Linked DNA regions of Danio rerio: region 1 is linked to region 2. The links are chromatin contacts, called in public Micro-C maps. All regions are on one chromosome and are shown on one strand. Each heading gives the region's core, a stretch centred on a gene start, on an enhancer-like site or on the middle of the called end of the contact. The rest is flanking DNA. Distances are from core to core; before and after follow the strand shown.

Region 1 (4,016 bases), core at 1,299-3,798, 45 kb before region 2:
ATTTAGGTTTGTTGTAGTTGCAAACTCCAGTAGTTCACAAGTTTCCTTCCAGGTAAGTTTCCGTTCGTAAACATCAAACACTGCCACATATCGTGACTTACAAGCCAACAAAACAAACCGTCACGCTAAAGCGTGAATGAATGTGTATGAGTGTGTGAGTGTGTGTGTGTGAATGCGTGTGTAGTCAAAACTGTATTTGCTCCCTTCCGTCTAGCAACACCTGTTACCTGAATATTCGTTCCCACTTATGAAGCTTGTTTAAAGAGCACCACCTAGTGGAACAATGAACAGTTGCAGAATGGCTCCTAGCCAACGGTAGGAGGGGTGTGGGTTTAAAAATGCGTATTGCTTTTGAACAATTTAATATTTTTTACAAACTGGGGGTTACATAGCAACATACAAAAAAAACAACAACAAAAAACAAGCCACGATGTCTAAATCAGACGTTAAATAAAAAAATGTGGGATTTGGTTATGAATAATAATCTATAAAATTGCTATAGAAGCCCTCAGGTTGACGTCAACAGAATAGGAATGTGGAAGCCAGCGGTCAGACTTTATTGATTGAAGATTACCAAAACAAACTTTTTTTTGAGTGGATTAACTTGCAGAGATCCACTGTTCACCTTAAGAATAACAATTTGAAAAATAGCTAAATAAACATTGTATATTTTAATTTCATGCAAACTTTAAGTAGTGGCAAATCGTACATACCTAAACGTGAAAATTTGCATAGGAATGGACAGCTCTGCAATGGCATTGGTGGACGATTGGACACGGAGAATATCTTGTATTGTGGGGATGTAGTTATTGGCTGTGATCTGGTCCAGTCGATCAACAAAGCTATAAAACAAATTTGATGTACTTATAAGTTGGAAAACAACAACAAATTTCATCACTGTCTGTAACTGAAAACCATTCTGTGTGCTAAATGTTTTTGGTGGCATTGTTGACTGCATTCATTAAGCAACGTCAGGAAAAGACATTATTGAAGAGAATTGTTAAACAAACTTACTATTCTAGACTAGTCAAGTGTCTGTGATTCTTTTTGCAGAGTTTGAAGCAGTTCTTAAAGCCTTCATCTGCCCATAGATGACGAATGGGCTCTACAAAACTCAGCAACTTTGTTATCTGATGTGAGTCTTGATTCTGGAACCACTGAGCGTAAATCTATGAACATTACAGAAGTAAGGAGACTGACAGTACACAACAATACAAGATACAATCTTTCTTAAACTGGTTTAAGCATATATGTATATAGTTTTTTTTTCCTAGGGCAAATTTTTTAAAGGAGCTGTTGACATGGAATTGAACCAGATTTTGGCAAAAAAAACAACAACAACAACAACAACAACAACAAACAATACAAACATAAAAATAAAAAAATAGTACTGGACTACTGAAATGTATTTAATATTTTATATAAAAGGCTTCAACAGAGTGTAAAAATCTTGATGGTTCTGTGGGTCTGATTTTGTATCATCTATTGGATTCAAGTCAGGTGATTGACTGGGCCATTCTGCAGCTTGATTTTCTTTCTCTGAAAGCATTTGAGAGTTTCCTTGGCTTTGTTTCGGATCATTGTCTTGCTGAAATGTCCACTCTGGTTTCATCTTCATCCTCCTGATAATGTGATTGTTGGACTAAAGCAGCAAATATTCATTTACAATGAAGAAGGGCAGAGGTTTGCTGAATAACTACTGAGCGATTTCAGCTGCTGTCTGGGCATTCACTGCCTTTTTACACTTCCCTTTCTTTACGTGTTCAATACCTTTTTCCCTTTCATTTTATTACGCATAACTTAATTTGTACACCAATTAGATTCGTTTTCTTTGAATATATGGATTTCTTTGGTTGTTATTCACACCCGGTAAGAATTTCAAGTCAACGACACCTTTAGGAATATGTTTTCTGAGAAAAATTATAACTTGTTCAATACATATTTCCTTCATTTTGAATTGAATTCTATATTTATTGCTTGCATCTGTCAAAAATACCAGACGCTTATCATAGAGAGCTATTAACATGCCACACATGTGCCCAGTGGAAATCAAGGGTGAAACAAGCATAAGTGTCTCAATCACCTGGTTCTGTGGATTGGTATAAGGAATCCTGAGCTCACTCATGGCATCTGTCATTGTTTTCATAGACAGGAAGATATTCTGGTGCACCAGTTTACTGAAGCCACGCCTCTCATCTTCTGAATAACCATTTCCATGACTCATTTTTATCTGCTTCAGAAGAGTTGACTTTCCACTTTCTGCTGAGCCTAAAACAAAACAAAACAAAAATAAACACTGTACAGGAAATGTGAACAGGAAATGAAAAACTGAAAAACAGAAGATGCCCAGACTAAACTTTTACTTTTAGAGACCAATAGAAGAAGACTGAAGTGTCATCTCACCTAATACAAGCAATTTGATTTCTCTTCTTTCTCTTTTCCTCTGCTCAATAAAGTCGAGGTCGATTTCCTTATTTTTGGCGATGGCATTCCTCTTATTTTTAGACAAGCAGCAGATGCAACATCCACTGTGGTAGTAATCCCCCATTTCTCCAACAGAAATTGCACATTCAATCAAATATTCAAAGTGCACATTAACAAAATTACTCAAGTGTTTTGGTTCTGGAATTATTCTATATTATTATCATTTAACTGAAAAATGAAAGCAGCACCTAAAAACAATAGGCTATTTAGGACAACTGCACTCATACATCTAAATTAACACACAAATCCAAAATAGTGGTTTGCAAAACTCTACACATTTGTAAAAAAAATATGATTTTTATAATTACATGTGAAATTCTTTTACAGACAAACACACACACTCACACACACGTTTGTTTTTGTGAAAAGTGGGTACATTACATAGGTTTCCATTCATCTTATACTGTTCAAACCGTAAATTGTATTGCCATACCCCACCCCACCCCTAAACCAACCATCACAGGAGACTGTGTGCAGCTTTACTCTCTGATTAAACTCATTCTGTAGGATTTATAAGGTTTTTGAGAAATGAGGACATCACCAATGTCCTCATATTTCACCTACTTTTTTTAATACCTGTGTCAAACCCATGTCATTATACAGATTTGTGTCCTGATATGTCACAAAAACACGTACACACACACACACACCTTCATGATAATAAAAAAATGTCACAAAGAGATTCTCGGTCAAGAGATCCACTTTAATTTATCACCTAACAGCACAAAATAGGAAACAAAAAAAAGTGTCAGTGTTACCTTAAGCACTGTCTTCTGTCTCGTGTTCACGTCAAGCTAGTTTCATTTCCTGAAAATATGGCTTTAATGCATAACATTTCAGGTATGTTGTAGACAAAAGAGAACCAATACGAAGTCAAAGGAATGAGCCCTGACATTCCGGAATTGGGCTGTTGTTCCACTTCGTGCCACTGGCATATCAACACATTATTATATATACCAGGGTTTTTCAAAGTCAAAGACAGTGGGCCTCCCTTTTGACACAACTTATCCATTGGCGCCCCCCTCCTTCCAAACACGCACATATATATATATATATATATATATATATATATATATATATATATATATATATATATATATAGTATATATAAAGACACAGACAGATGTCAGACTGTTAACTCACTTTTATCATCATTTGCATGAAAGTGCAATTATTTACAGAGTAATAACAAGTATTTTAATATAATTTTTTAAAAACTAGGATTATGGTTCAATATGAATAGAACAGATCCAAGAACTGTCCATTCTAGTCAAAACAGTCTAGCGGGCCGCATGCTGTCATTAGCCAAAATGTCTTGACAAACCACACATAAAGGTCGTGGTTCATCAGCTGGTCCTGTCTACATAAATCCTAAACTCAAATACTGACCATCATATCGTCGTCTTTTGGGTTTAAGCCCTGAACTTGAAGGCTTTGAATTGGGGGTCTCAGAAACCAATCCATTGTATTAGCAGGCATATACCTGTATTGGCAGGCTTGCCAAACAGAAGCTAATTCACAGCTATGGCCTT
Region 2 (3,935 bases), core at 479-2,978:
CCTGGCTTTGGATGGCCACAGTCCTCCACTGTACCTTGGTCCCGCATTCATTTCAAAGGAGCGCTACCCTATACCAAGATGGCGGCGCTATTGATGCATTCCGTCCAATATACAACAATAGGCCAGGCGACATCTAATGTACATATCTATGGAATGATACACTATTTCCTTCGTCTCTCATGCACTGCTCAAACAGCACATCTCTGTATCGCACTCCTAGCGCATCGTCGTTAACAGCCGATCCCTTAAAGGGGAAGAAGATATTTTTGTGTCCCACTCTCTAATACAACCCGGTTACATATAAATATTTTATGCTTTTTATTTAAAGCTTTACAATGCAAAGTTGTGCCTCCCAAATCTCATCTGCATCTATGATGTTTCAAGGCGGTCAACATCTGAGTTTAATTTGTAATGAGCCAAATTACAAAGTTTAATTTGTAAAGGGTTAGTTCACATTTGTACATGAAATATTGCTTGACGATGGCTTGGTAGCTGGAGTGGTATTGATAGTAGCTTATGTTTTGAGCGCTGTGTGGTGTTTATTGGTGTTGTTGATGCTTGATGTATTGCAAAGTTACGGTTGATACCTCCTTGTTATGCCTTGTGGTTGTCACTTAAGTTGCTTTAACTAGTTTGCTAATATTCGTTGTGTACTATGAATATTGTTAATATTTTATTTCTTACCTGCTGCTCCCCTTCTGTGGAATTTTAATATTCAAGATTATTTTAGAAAATAAAAGTGAAACTATATTTAAATAAATGTAAGAGTTTGAACTTGTGCTTGGTCTTTGTGGCCCAAAATAAACTAATTGTTTTGTCTGGTAAAAAAAAACTTGTGATTTGTGTTTGAAAACTGATCTTAGTGGGATTGTTACAGACTAAACACTTCTTGATGTGCAAAAAAAGATCCTGCAAATACCACCAAATTTTCTAGAATTAACTTTTTTTTTTAATTTAACTGCTATCTTAAGTATGAACTCTTGATTTATATTTGTTTAAATCATGATTTGACATAAACAATATTAACACATTCTGATCATATAAATGTTTTTTATAAAATGTAGTAAACACAGATGCTGATAAGTCTAATAATATCTGGATGTCTTTTTAGATACTAGTACTTATTTTAATAGTGGCTAGTAACATTTTATTTCCATTGATTTGGGATCTGTCATTGGGATATCAACTGTTCAGTTTTGACTAGTATGTATCCCAGCTGGAACTAGTATATATTCTTAGGTACTAGTTAATCATTTAATACTAGTATTTATTAATAAGGTACTCGTACCTAATAATAGATACTAGAATTTGTGTATTATGTACAAGTACTCATTCATTAGGTACTACTATTTATTCATTAGTTAGATAGTAGTAGTTATTCACTAAAATATATTTATTAAACACTAGTATAATTTATTTAAAGTACTGGAAATGAACCCTTAATAATATTTGTTTAATACATAATTCGACATAAATTATTAATATTAATAAAACAAACACGTGCTGATCATACATGTTCATTTATGAACGCAGATGCTGATTAGTCCAATTGTACAGAAATGTTTGATAGCAAAACCAGACTTCGCACTGAGTCCTTGAACTACTGAGCTAGTATTTAAACACCATGGTGATTAAAATCAGGTGCAGCGTGATTAGTGACAGGCATGTGTTCAATGTTCGGGGGATGAGGGCCTCTGCTGGTTGGTGAGGGGATATACTGGGACCGAACCAGTGACAGATGTAATATGTTAGTGACGTCACTGTGACATCACTGTGAGGAATAGGATTTTAGGGGTGAGGTGTCTGCTAGCTTTTTTCTCCCCACTAATTTTTCTCATGGAATAACTAAGATATTACTATCAGAAACAAATCATAATTTTTTCAAAGGTGGTTTCAAAATAATATTAATTGTATCCTTTGCTTGATGATGCTGGAAATATTCTTTCGTATGAACAATTTAAAGCATCCCACTGTTTCCCAACTTCTCCTGATGAATTTAATAAAGTGGTTAAAGCAACATCACCCGGTTTAGTTCACCTACTTAAAAGTCTTTAGATTTAACCCAAGGAGCTCAGGGAATATTCATTCTTTGTTTTTAGAAGCTGTTCGTCTGTTAAGAAATGTAACAATATAGGTTTGTGCTTCAATTTTTTTTAATTTAAAAGGAAAATTTCTTCTAGAGGAAAGTTTTACTGGAGGTCCTTGGTTGAGGATATAGACTGGAATAAAACCTGCTTTTTAACTGGGAAATATTGCACTTCCAACAAGGCAAAAGGAATATATTTTAAAATTTTACATAAAAATTTCCCGGTAAATTCTAGTATTTCTACATTTTTGGACATTGACAGCTCCTGTTCTTTCTGCAAACAAGCAGAGGACACATTAGTACATATTTTTGATTGTCCTATATTCAAGTAATTTTGATCACTCCTAAGTTCTCATATATTTGATTCTGCCAATGCTGTTAATTGCTTTAGTCTAAAAAAATATATTTTTATTCTAATAAACCAAACGATAAACCCCTCGAACAGATCATACATTTTTTTTTTATCTAATAGGGAACATTTTTCATTCACCAACAGAAATTTGCAACTAATTACCCATCCTTTGCTCATTTCAGAATAGAATTTAACTCCTAAAATCACTTCATCCTATTAAGAATAAAAAAAACTAAGATCCCTGAAATATTATACATGAATTTATAGAAGATCCTCAATTTTAGCTGCTTTCCGTATGGTTATTTGTTCAAGTGTCATTGCAATTTCATTCATTTGTTTAATTTTGTTTGTTTAATTTAGTAATTTTAGTATTATTATTTATTATTATCAATACTAAATTTTTGTTATTTTTATTTTATTCCCTTTCTGTCTAATGGTATGTTAGTTGCATTTGTATTAGTTGATCCCTTGGACTTTGTTCTGATGTTCTTGTATTTTCAGTTCAACTTATAAAAAAGAGGTTAGGTGAGCCTAAAAATAAAAAAAAGCTATAATTATGTATGCAATTATAAAATAATTTTGTAATGTGAGTTTCTTGCATTTTTATATTCCCTTGCAATTTTTTGTTTGTTTTTTATTCTCTATTGGTTTGTTCCTTTGATGTGAAAAAAACTGTTAGCTCTGCATTCCTCATTTTTTGTATGTTATTGTTCTTGTTATGCAATAAAAAAGAGGTTAGGTGAGCTCATTAAAAAGCATTGCATGCAGCTCAGATTGCATTAGTGTGATTCACATTGATGTTGGTCATCAAGTCCTAGAAGTTTTAAGTTTGTTTTGATTATAATGTCTTTCACATTGTCCAAGAGTAACTGTAGGTTTACAGAGCGTGTGGCACAGATGTAGTGAGAGTAAATGCTGGAGTGAAATTTGTCACTGCTCAATGCTTTCTGTGTGTATAACTTTTCGATAAACTCGAAGGCGTCGGAGAAACTCCAGGGACTGGCTGAAGATGGCGACAAATGACAAAAGAAAGGAAAGGTGAATCAGATTTTACAAACGAGGTCACACAACAGTCCAACACACAGTGCAGCGATAATTATCACCAATAGAGGGCACTGCAAGATATACTTTAGTTGTGAGGTATAATTACATAAATTGCAGGCCCTTAGCCAGCCTGGTGAATGGGGTGGTTATTTTTTTTCTCAAAAAGTAGACCCTTTTGCAGTTATTCACCTAATTTTCTATTTATTTATGACATTTATATACCGCATTTTAGTTACATTTTTAAGCATTTTTAGCTGAATTAGCTTGTTGGATGGTCATCATAACCACACTTTTTGATATAAAAAACTTCCTAAAGATTTATAATAAAGAAATGTGAAGTAATACTTTTTTTAAATACATATTTGTTACATCATATATCACTAGAAAAAAATGGTAATCTGTTAAAGTTTTAAATTAAAAACTGTAGCTTATAACAAACTGACCAGCACATTC

The links. Hi-C and Micro-C count contacts between places; a contact is called where the count stands out from the background.
Region 1: a contact with region 2 is called in a Micro-C map of caudal fin, with 5 times the contacts expected there. The contact joins the promoter of gna15.4 here to the enhancer-like site in region 2. A contact is called at or near these places in 2 of 18 Hi-C or Micro-C datasets (caudal fin and an unstated tissue).

Annotation. Positions count from the first base shown.
Region 1 is chr22:21,802,884-21,806,899 of GRCz12tu, reverse strand. gna15.4 (guanine nucleotide binding protein (G protein), alpha 15 (Gq class), tandem duplicate 4) reads right to left here and starts at 2,548. Exons shown (of 7, transcript NM_001044989.1): 1 at 2,404-2,548; 2 at 2,025-2,268; 3 at 1,015-1,113; 4 at 714-842. The coding sequence starts at 2,548. It overlaps LOC141380322 (a long non-coding RNA gene), which reads left to right. Exons shown (of 3, transcript XR_012398173.1): 2 at 1-1,186; 3 at 1,275-2,473.
Region 2 is chr22:21,757,399-21,761,333 of GRCz12tu, reverse strand. No RefSeq gene overlaps it. Among named protein-coding and RNA genes, the nearest start is that of trnam-cau, 7.3 kb to the left of the region's middle. Within about 2 kb of position 1,728, at least 39 of the 62 cell types and tissues checked have an H3K27ac peak or open chromatin away from gene starts, as enhancers often do.